Linked DNA regions of Siniperca chuatsi: region 1 is linked to region 2. Evidence: chromatin contacts called from public Hi-C data. All regions are on one chromosome and are shown on one strand. The core of a region is the stretch at or near the end of the contact, and the rest is flanking DNA. Distances in the headings are between cores, read along the strand shown.

Region 1 (5,440 bases), core at 2,006-4,505, 72 kb after region 2:
TAAACACATACAGTATATAAGAATTCTGTGTTTGACCAAATTGTAATTTCACTGTAATGTTGTATTTTACTTGTATAACAGAACTTGACAGGTCTGACTCTGTGATCCTTTTTTAATGCAGCATGCTCAATAGTATACTCAAAAGTATAAACGATGGATGGATAGATGAGGTACAAATAGAGATTAAGTGATTATACAGGACGCAAGTGTGCTTGGCCTTGGGATATGCTTGTGTAACACGGTTCATGTAAATGTCAGTGTGGGTATGTACTGGATATATAAACAAAATAAAATGCTACAATGTTAATTTCTTTGCACAGCTGCTTATTGTTTTACCTCTTCAGGCAACTAAAACTATTTGAATGAAACAATCTGAAAAGGCAACATCACTAAACTAAGCTAAACTGATAGCAACATTATTCAACCTGTGACAAGGGGTCATGACTAAACATTGAGTTGTTTAAAAAAAAAACGTGGTGACCTCTTATTTAAAGGTCTTGACAATAAGGTTTTGTATAACTTACATTGCATATTAACCATTATGAGGAACATCAGATGAAAAGACTGGCATACTTGAGATTTTACTTGTTGATTTTTAGTATATGTCACATGCCAATTATACTAAAATCAACCCATGAATAATGTATTGTTTCAGGACTTTAAATAGAAAACATTTTCCGAAACACCACTCATGTGACTCACTGACTTGAGTAAAGAAGTGTTTGACTCAAATATCACAATTCATTTGATTGTTTCCACAACAAAGGAAGCCGCTGCCTGAGTTTGATGTACAATTTGCATCCAAGCTTCAGACTGAGAGATACTATTATTACTGTGGGTTAATAAGTACAAGAATGTAATGAGGTGACGCTATCTTTAGGCGTCTCTCGGCTTTTGTGTGGTCTGTAGGGTCAAATGCAAGGATGACAATGCTTCATGAGGACTTTCAAACTTTATCTGATGATTTTAGGATCATTTTCTCACCCTTCACTGTGACAGGTGTGGTGGTAGATGTTTGGTAAGGTTAAAATGAGCAGATTGGATCAAAGCAGATTGACAGCGGAGTCAAACTAATCCAAAAAAGGAGCAGGGAGGCAGGAAAAACCAGAAACAAGCAGGGACACGAGAACCGAGGCTGGACCGCTGTGGGTACAAGGGCACAACTGACAAATTGGACAAATGACTACTGTTTAAGAGCAGGTACATGGGCGGTTCCCTGGTAGCTTACCTGGCAGAGCGCGTACCATGTATCAAGGCTGAGTCCTTACCGTAGCAGCACAGGTTTGATTCCAGCCCAGGCCCTTTGCTGCATGTCATCCCCTCTCTCTCCCCTGCCTTTCCTGTCTCTCTCTCCAGCTGTCACTATCTAAATAAAGCAGAAATGCCAAAAAATTATCTTTAAAAAAAAGAGCAGGTACATAAATATATACCAAGTGGCTGATTAGGGGAAATGGGGGGCAGGTCTGCTGGCAGTGAGGATCAGGTGACTGGGAAATGGCGGAAGCCGACTGGGGACTACTGGTGGACAGGCAGGGAGTGACAGGACCAGTTTGAACTGGATAATGGCAGGAAAAATTAAGTCGCTTTGACATCCAGAGAAACATTTAGTCTTTTCCCTGATCTGTGAGTTTCATCCATTTCTATACCTCTAATTTTAGTATTTAGAGTGTTTTCTTCTTAATGACTTAATTTTACTGCCAGTTCTTACTTAACTTACTGGAGTATTTCTCCATTATGGTCGTGCTACTTTCACTTACAGTGGCTATAATCAGACAGGGTTATCTATGGAAGCGTATACAGGACTATATTCAAATGATAATATAAACTTGAAAATTAAAATGTAATTCCACAACAGAATTATAATTTTCCACATGTGTATGTGTTATTTGAGTAAAAATGAAAATGAAAATGCAATTCATTCATTCATTTTCACATACTTATATGGGCTTTCGATGACTATATTAAAATGAAAATGGAAAAGCTGTTTAACATTTAATTTTCAAAGTTGTAACCTGCTGTACAGTGGACAATAGTCAAATGTTAATTCAAATTTGAAAATTAAATATAAACAATGTAGCTTAAATTTCCAGTTCCCGTCCAATTTTTTCACAATTGAGAATGACTTCCGGATGGGAGCCGAAACGTCTTGATTCTGAAAACAGTGTCCAGATGACTACGACTGAAACCTTTTCTACGATGGAACACTCCTGGACGAATGAGGGACTACACCGTCCTATAAACAATGTAAACTGATTTTCCATTCATGCTAGCAATATTTAAGTCAAAATGAAAATGAAATTTTGAAAATGAAAACTGCATTTGACATTTCATTTTCAAAGACTTAAAGGTGCTATTGATAACACTGATAACATCCAGCCACTAGGTGACACACTCCCCAACCCCCATTTCATTCCAGTGGTTGCACAACCTGCATATTTCATGGTTGAGTGGAGTGAGACGTGATATCACATGATGAATTTTTAGTTTTGAATTTTGAGTAATGAATTCATTTTGCAACATATAGCTATACTTTAGCTATAGATTTATATAGGATATGGCTAGCTAGCTTTAGGTAACCCTTTCCCCCCATCATTTAATAATTATAGGGGCCCTATATTGCAACAATTACCATAAAATGACATTTCAATCATCAAAAATATAATGCTATTGTGGAATTACATTTTAATTTTCAAGTTTACATTATCATTTGAATATAGTCCAGTATACACTTCCATAGTTAGCACTGTTGCCTCACAGCAAGTTTTCTCCAGGTACTCTGGCTTCCTCCCACAGTCCAAAGACATTCAAGTTAATCGGTGACTCTAAATTGCCTGTGTGACTGTGAGCATGAATGGTTGTTTGTGTCAGCCCTGTGATTGACTGGTGACCTGTCCAGGGTGTAGGCCTACCCCGCCTCTCACCAATTGTCAGCTGGGATTGGCTCCAGCTGAGTGTATAATATGAAAGGTGTCGCTCGTTGTGACAAACGTAGAAATAATTATTACCCAACTCTGCAGTTCCCTTCAGCTCTATGAAAAAATAAGTCTTTCAGTTCCTGTTTTTGGTCTCTACCAACTCCTGAGGGAAATATCAGGAGCTGCTAAATGCTCCACTTTGTTCAACAGTTAGTTGCTACTTGTGTCTGTCTGCTGTTTGGTGCTGAGCAGGTAGCATACAGTGGGTTTATAGAGCCTTTTCATTGAAAACAGCTACATGCCCGGAAACAACACTGATGAGAGTGGTGAGACCTTGAGAGTAAATCAAAACATTAAAGTTGCGGCCGTAAAACCCAAGGGTGAAATCTTCAGTGAACTCCGTTCCCTGCAGTGATTACATGCTTGGTAAAACCGAAACAATGAGCTGAAAGACAGTAAAACGCTCTGTAGAACTGAGGGGAACTGCAGTTGAGTGAGATCTCTGGGTTTGTTAATGCCTGCTGAGATATTTAAGTACTCTTGTGAATCCAGTCCTGTGTTGATGACTGGGAAAGACCAGCGTCATCCTGGGATGTTGTCTCTGCCCGCTGATGTTGACCGATCAGATAACCACAGAGGACAGTCAAGGACAGTATGATGTTTTGTCTGCTGTTTTCCATCTGCTGTTATAGTGGTTTGCCCTGTTGTAGCGGCCCTGTTTAATAATTAAGTTGATGGTTACAGTTTCTAGTTCAGCACCCTGAGTGTCGCCTCCATGTGAAGTCAATATTCAGTGACACTGGAGCTGTGAAGTCATTTGAAACAGTTAACTCTTTTTTTTTTCTCATCAGGAATGATGGTGCGATGAAAAAACTAATTCCTTAGAAAGAGCCACAAAATTTTTTGTGAGTGTGCAAAACATCCTCATAAAACTTTATTTTGGGACATTTACCTTCAATAATTTGTTGAATTCCTTGTTGAGATAAGATGTTGTGAAAGGATATCATGCAGCAAGGAATTACTCAGTGTAAACCAGTTACACAGAGAAAAAGCTGTTTAATTTGATGGAAGAGATAACTCAACAATCAATGATACAATTATTTGCTGGAGTGTTTATTTTCATAAATGCATGGTGAACAAAACACAACAGTGATTTAACTAAAGTTAGCTAACATTAGCCCACATTAGCTACTGGACCGAGTAAGGCTGTAGCAGCAGTGTATTGAATTGTGCAAGGGTGCAAGCTTTAGCTTTTCATTTGTAAGAGGAATATTGTGTTGTTAGTTACATAGTCTCACTTTAAAGTCTCTAATAAACACAGTTTATCAGTGTCATGCTAATTGTTGGGAGATTAAGATTCTTAAGGGCTTAATGTGAAAACAGCATAGTTACGAAAAAGGGAAAGCTTTGTGGAATTTTTAAAAAATATTGTCACAAGAAGGGACAGATATTTTGGACACATGTTAAGCTAAATTCACAGATGTTCAGAAAGATACATTTTTTCACAAAATCTATTAAGCTATTCAAAATAGCATTTGGTGTGAAATCAGTAAAATATGCAAAAAGAATCACAAAAAATATAAATGGGATAAAATCAGCTAAATGTGGTAAAAGTTTTATAAAGAATCTTTTATTTCCTATCTGCTATGAGGTGTTAAAACCAAGGCATCGAGTTGTACTTGAATGAAGAATAAATGGTATTATTGACTGAAGGCCCTTAAGCTCCACTGAACTCTATTTTCTCCCAAGGAACTGAACAGACGGTACACTAAGTTTAAGTAGAGAGCTGTACTGTCAATGCAACACACACATGCACACACTTCAATTTACACTGCCCGTGCCCCTGCAGTGTGTGTCAGTACTGCCTCCCTCTGGTCTATTGAGACACTACACCCGGTAAAAAAAAATAAAAAAAAAAATAGGCTAAATCAATGAACAAGTGATTTTTTTTAAATCCGAGAAAGGGCATTTTTGAACATTTTACTATTCTATTATACTGAAATTACTTAAATATCCCCACCAGACTTCTTTTAAGATATAGGCCTATAAAAACGACTCTGCTTTGATGTGCTTTTTCCAGAGAAAGGTTCAATTATCAGAATCAGAAATACTATTGATCCCCGAGGGGAAACTCTTTTGCTACAGCAGCTCACTATCACGTCAGTGCACACAGGAATATAAGTACTAAGCAAAAAATATATATAAAGCACTATAATACAGGTCAGAAAATAAATTAAGTACCAAGTGGGATAAATATAAAATAAAATAAGTGTGAAGTACAAAGTGGGTTTACCGGTTGAAGATAATAATATGGTATAAAGTAATAGTGCATGAACTGCCAAGATAAGTTAAATGTAGCTTATTTATAATGAGACAGAGGATATTGCACAGAATATCTAATTACTAACTAACTAACTAATTACTTCTCCTTCTCTTTCATTGAAATCTATTAATATGCAAATATTGTTCATTTCTAAAGTTTTACTGCTGGACAGAAGATGTCTCCTATTTCACTGAGTGAAGCC
Region 2 (4,897 bases), core at 343-2,842:
ATTCCTGTAAACTTGCTTGAGAAGTTGGGTGACTTTCAAAGTGTCAAACTGAACTGCAGGCATGTGTTGAGTGTGCATCTGATGTTGTACCTGTCTGTTAATATCTGCACCAGCTTGGAGTAGCCATAACAAGCACTCAGGGTGGCCCCCAAATGCAGCAATGTGGGTGGGCGTCTGTGCAAACCTGGAGGTCACCGCATTTACACCACAGCCCACCTGAACCAGACGCATCACACACTCCAACTGTGAAGAGACAATGCATAGACACAGATTATAAGATATGTGCAGTGTTTCATTCATTGCTTTCAAAGAAGACATTGGGCAGGTATAGACAAGTGTAGTACAGTAGCTGGTTAGAGGCAAAAATGCAACACCATTGTGTGGCCTGCTCCAGTCTGAGCCTTCATAGCTCTTGCTGTGGGCATGCATCCAATTTCCGCGCAAACTGTAAGCCTGCCCTTCCCAACGTGTAGTTAGTGTAAAACAAATCTTAGCACAAGTATGTGCGCGTTTTAAGGTCAATACACATTTAGTTAGAAATGAGTCATTAATGTTGAAAGTGGGATTAAGTGGGACGTTGCTTTTAAATCAGCCACACGTTTTTAATGTAACATTAAAGCTTTAGAAAAAGATTACAGAAATAAACGGAAAATTAATGACTGACCATTAAGCTACTTCAGTTTTGTGCTCAGATATCACCTGGTTTTAAATTATTTTAACGTTAGCTAAGTGTTTGGTAATATCAGTACCGTTATTTTCGTTTACGTTAACTAACGTTAGTTAAGCTAACTAACGTTCATTTTTCTCATAACGTTCCGGGTTCTTTTGTCAGCGTCTCATCCAACGGCCATTAAGTTACGTTAATGTTAAATATTGTTACCGCTCAACGTAAGCTTTTTGCTCGCAAAACATACCTAAAATGTAATGCAGACTGGTACAAATTATGAAAAATCCGTTAGCTATAGAGCAGTAACGTTACCAATTTCACGTTTATAGCCCATTGTCTGCCTCCAGTTAACGATGGCTGCTTTTTACTCTCATCAGCTAACTGTTAAGGCAAACATCAGGAAATGGCCGAGACTAGGCTCATGTCGGAGAGCGCTGGCGCTCATTTTCACCGTTTCACCAAAATGTCCATTGAGAGAAAACCTAACCCGTAAAACACCCAGCAAACTAGGTACCTTTCCGAAATGAGCGCCCCAGTGTATGGGCGTCCAGCCGTAGAAGGTGTCCTCCACCGTCAGGTCAGCCGGGTTTGCGGTGCACTGAAGGAGGGAGCACAAGGCACCGACATCTCCATCCCTGCATGCCCGATGGAGAGGGAAGCGGCTGTTTAAGACCTCCTCGCTCGAGAATCCAGACTCCAATCCCACCGACATTGTAGCAAAACGGAGCTAAGTAATACCTAACTACCTTAGAACAGACAGCAAAATGACTAGCTATTGTTTTATTCTGGTCGCCGATGGGGGTGCCTGTATTTCAGGACACACGCCACCCTGCCTGTCTTTCTTTCTGCCTGACAACACAAAGCAGACAGGGGCCAGGGCAGAGCACGCGCCGAAGTGAAACTTGAGAAACGCCGAGTAAGCTGCAAACTGTGGGCTGGATTTCACATTCCTGACTTTTGTTCTTCTTCTTCTTCTTTCACATTTAACGGCAGTTGACATCGCTTGTGTTGCATTACCGCCATTTTACTCATCTTAACTCCAGTGTCCGGTTTGTCAGATTTTTCCCATCTCCAAACATGTTCTGCCTTGTCCACTTCATCCAAACTCCAGTACGCTCTTTAATCCTGCTCCTCTTAGCCCAGATCTTTTCATTTCTTCCATCATGTCCTTTCTCTGTTGAATACTTCCCGTGTTCCATTAACCTAGTCATTATTATTGACTAGGTTAATTATGATTTTCTTCCATACAGTGCCCTTTTCCTTCTGATTTTCTGATTTTTCTTATTCACCTTATGGCGTTTTTGGCGGTTAGCAAACAGCTTTGAGGAGCTTTACCGCCATCTTCCGGAATTACCTTTCTACATGCTATTCTGCCTTACAAAGCCAAAATGCAGTAACTATATTTAGTTCGCTAAGTTAGTTAAGACCAAAATCGGACTTGTTGACATTTATTTTGCCAGATAAATGTATAATAAAACTATGTTAAATGTGTAGTTACAACAAACCAAAACTAAACGGTCAACTACACAGCTAAAGCAAGAGAGCCAATTCCTGTTCCAGCTAGCTAGAGAGAGCCACAGATAGCCTTGACTAAAGCCCCATAACTGTTATAAATATATCAATTTCGGTAAACTAACATCTTGGTAATTTAGTTGTTATTCCACATAAATAAGGCAGAAGCTAAATCCAGTCATGGAGAATAAAAACAGTCAAACTCGTCCTGCTAAACTAGCCTAACGTTAGCTTAGCAGAGTAGCAGTAACTGCCAGGTAAGTTTTTGACTGAATTCACAATTTGGTGTGGTCAAGCTACTTTTAAATCACCTATTTAAAGGTATTAAGGTGGAAATTAATTGACTAGTAATTTCAAGGCAATTATTATTATTATTTAAAAAATTGCAGATGGAAAGCTGAAAGAATAAATCTTGTACTGTGTTTTCCCCTCGATCATAGTCCTGAAGCTTTTCCAAAGATTTATGTCAATAAATGTTTGCGGTAAAATAATAAGTCCAAAAAGACATGAAATAAAGGAATTACATCCTATCCATCTGTTACAGTATACACAGATCCCTTCTCAAAGCACTTTCAGTGTAAGTGATGGGCGACAAAGAACATTTAATTCTGACGTTCAACCAAAGCTAATATGAGGCTTCAGCAATCTAGTTTGACAAATCAAGTAGATATTTTATAAAGTTAGTCTTTTTAGTACTAAATGGCATCTTTATTTTACTATCCATCTGCCATGGCTCAGCAAGGAAACACTGAAAACACAGAGCAAATTAAAGTTACTAAAAAGACTTACTTTGGAAGATATCCATATCATTGTCTGACTAATTTTTCTCACATTTAAATCGCTGTCAGAAAGGTGAGCCAATGTCACCTGCAGCCCATAATCCATTTACAGTTTCCCTTACAGCCAAACTCATCCAGTGACACTGAGAAATAATATTTACCATGCCATGCCTTAAATCCCTCTGAGGAAATCTAAGTAATATTTAAGTGTTATGTTTCTTCTTTACCACAAGATGGAAGTATACAACAAGAAATGGACAACCACAAGCAACACTTTGACCAGCGTAGAAAGGCACACAAGTGGTGATACCAGAATATCTGCTTTTTTTATCTTATTATCACTATTATTGTTATTTTTACATGAGTTTTACTTTTTGTATACAAATAAGCCCTAACACTGGACATAAGCTGTATACAGTACATGACAAACAATATTGATAGGCATAACTGTTTTCAAGGTGAAGAATTATTTCTGTACACTAGAGGGAGATATTGACCACAGTAGGTCACCTTTACTGCATGATGTAGTGTTGATTTCCCTCCTGATCCATAAGAAGCCAATATGGTTCAATAACTAATCAATATCATTTTAGTTCAGACCAGTCTTGAATTTAGTTCTGGCAAAATATATGAAGCCATGACGTTTGTATTTTCCTGGTTTCAATGTCATTAATGGGTTGAATTCTTAAGCTACATGGATGAAAAAAGCAGACATAATTATTATTAGTCATCATCATTGTTATTAGCAGCAACAGTGGTAGTAGTAGTATTATCAAACATCTGCAGACATAGTTTCCTTTGTTTTGTTCCTCCCAAGCACCAACCATCCACCCATCCATTTTTCTAAACCAGTTTATCCCGTGGGGGGTTGCGGTGGGCCGGAGTCTATCCCAGCATGCACTGGGCAAACTCCAGAGCTGTTTTCTGTTATGAGAAAGGCGCTGGTATGATGGGAATGCTAATGAACCTCAGTGAAGTGCGTCATACTGATATCACTGTGATGACACCATGCTCCACTTCATTGGCTAACTTCTTAACATGATCTGGGAGGCTCTTCATTACCCAGTTTTTCCAAATGACCTCTTTCACCTCTCTTCAACAAATGACATCTTGGTCAATGTTTATGGTTTTGGACAGTCATTAGTACAAGATAACACAACAGTATGCAGAAATGCTTTGAGAAGCAGGGGTCATTAATAATATCCATGACACACACAAACGCACACACTTTAATGAATATGGAAGAAAAACAGATGTTCCAGTTAAAGAACAGAGTATGTCACTTATTCAGAATCAGAATCAGAAATACTTTATTGATCCCCGTAGGGAAACTCTTTGTTCCAGTAGCTCTTCTTTACGTCAGTGCACACAGGAGAAAACGATATTATACACTATAAACAGGTCAGAAATAAATTAAGTAACATGTTGGTATAAGTATAAGATAAACTAAGTGTCGAGTACCAAGTGGGTTTACTGGTAGATGGTGAAGTACAGTATAAATACAATGTCACTAATTATGTAATAAATAATAGTAAAAGCGGAGGTGCATGTACTGTCGAGAGTAATTGAGGTATATCCGTAACAGTAATAAGAAAAACTAACAAGGGAAAACTAATATTGCACTTGAGTAGTAAACAGAATATTGCACAATTATTATTAAGATGTAATGCTCAATGTCCAGTTTAGTGACCTAGGGTCAAACAGACTAATCCTTAGAGGGCCACACAGAAGAAAATTTTCCACTCATTGTGTTAAAAAATGCACCCAATTTACAACAGGCTATGACGTAGGCTATATTAAACTGAATATTAGTATTACAGTCCATAATAACATGCTTAAGTCCAACTTTAACAAAAGATACAGAAACATAAGTGCTTATTGAAGATAAGTATTTAGGGAGTCCTCTGATTTTATATATGTACAACAACTGGAAGAAGGG

What was found. Hi-C and Micro-C count contacts between places; a contact is called where the count stands out from the background.
Region 1: a Hi-C map of skeletal muscle shows a contact between it and region 2, with 11 times the contacts expected there. The contact joins the enhancer-like site here to the promoter of ankrd10b in region 2. A contact is called at or near these places in 2 of 3 Hi-C or Micro-C datasets (liver and skeletal muscle).

Annotation. Positions count from the first base shown.
Region 1 is chrLG12:17,964,081-17,969,520 of ASM2008510v1, forward strand. No RefSeq gene overlaps it. Among protein-coding and RNA genes, the nearest start is that of cbsb, 22 kb to the right of the region's middle. Within about 2 kb of position 3,256, the one cell type or tissue checked has an H3K27ac peak away from gene starts, as active enhancers do. A contact at or near this core is called in liver, where this site is marked.
Region 2 is chrLG12:17,893,688-17,898,584 of ASM2008510v1, forward strand. It overlaps ankrd10b (ankyrin repeat domain-containing protein 10b), which reads right to left and starts at 1,593. Exons shown (of 6, transcript XM_044216576.1): 1 at 1,182-1,593; 2 at 91-243. The coding sequence starts at 1,379.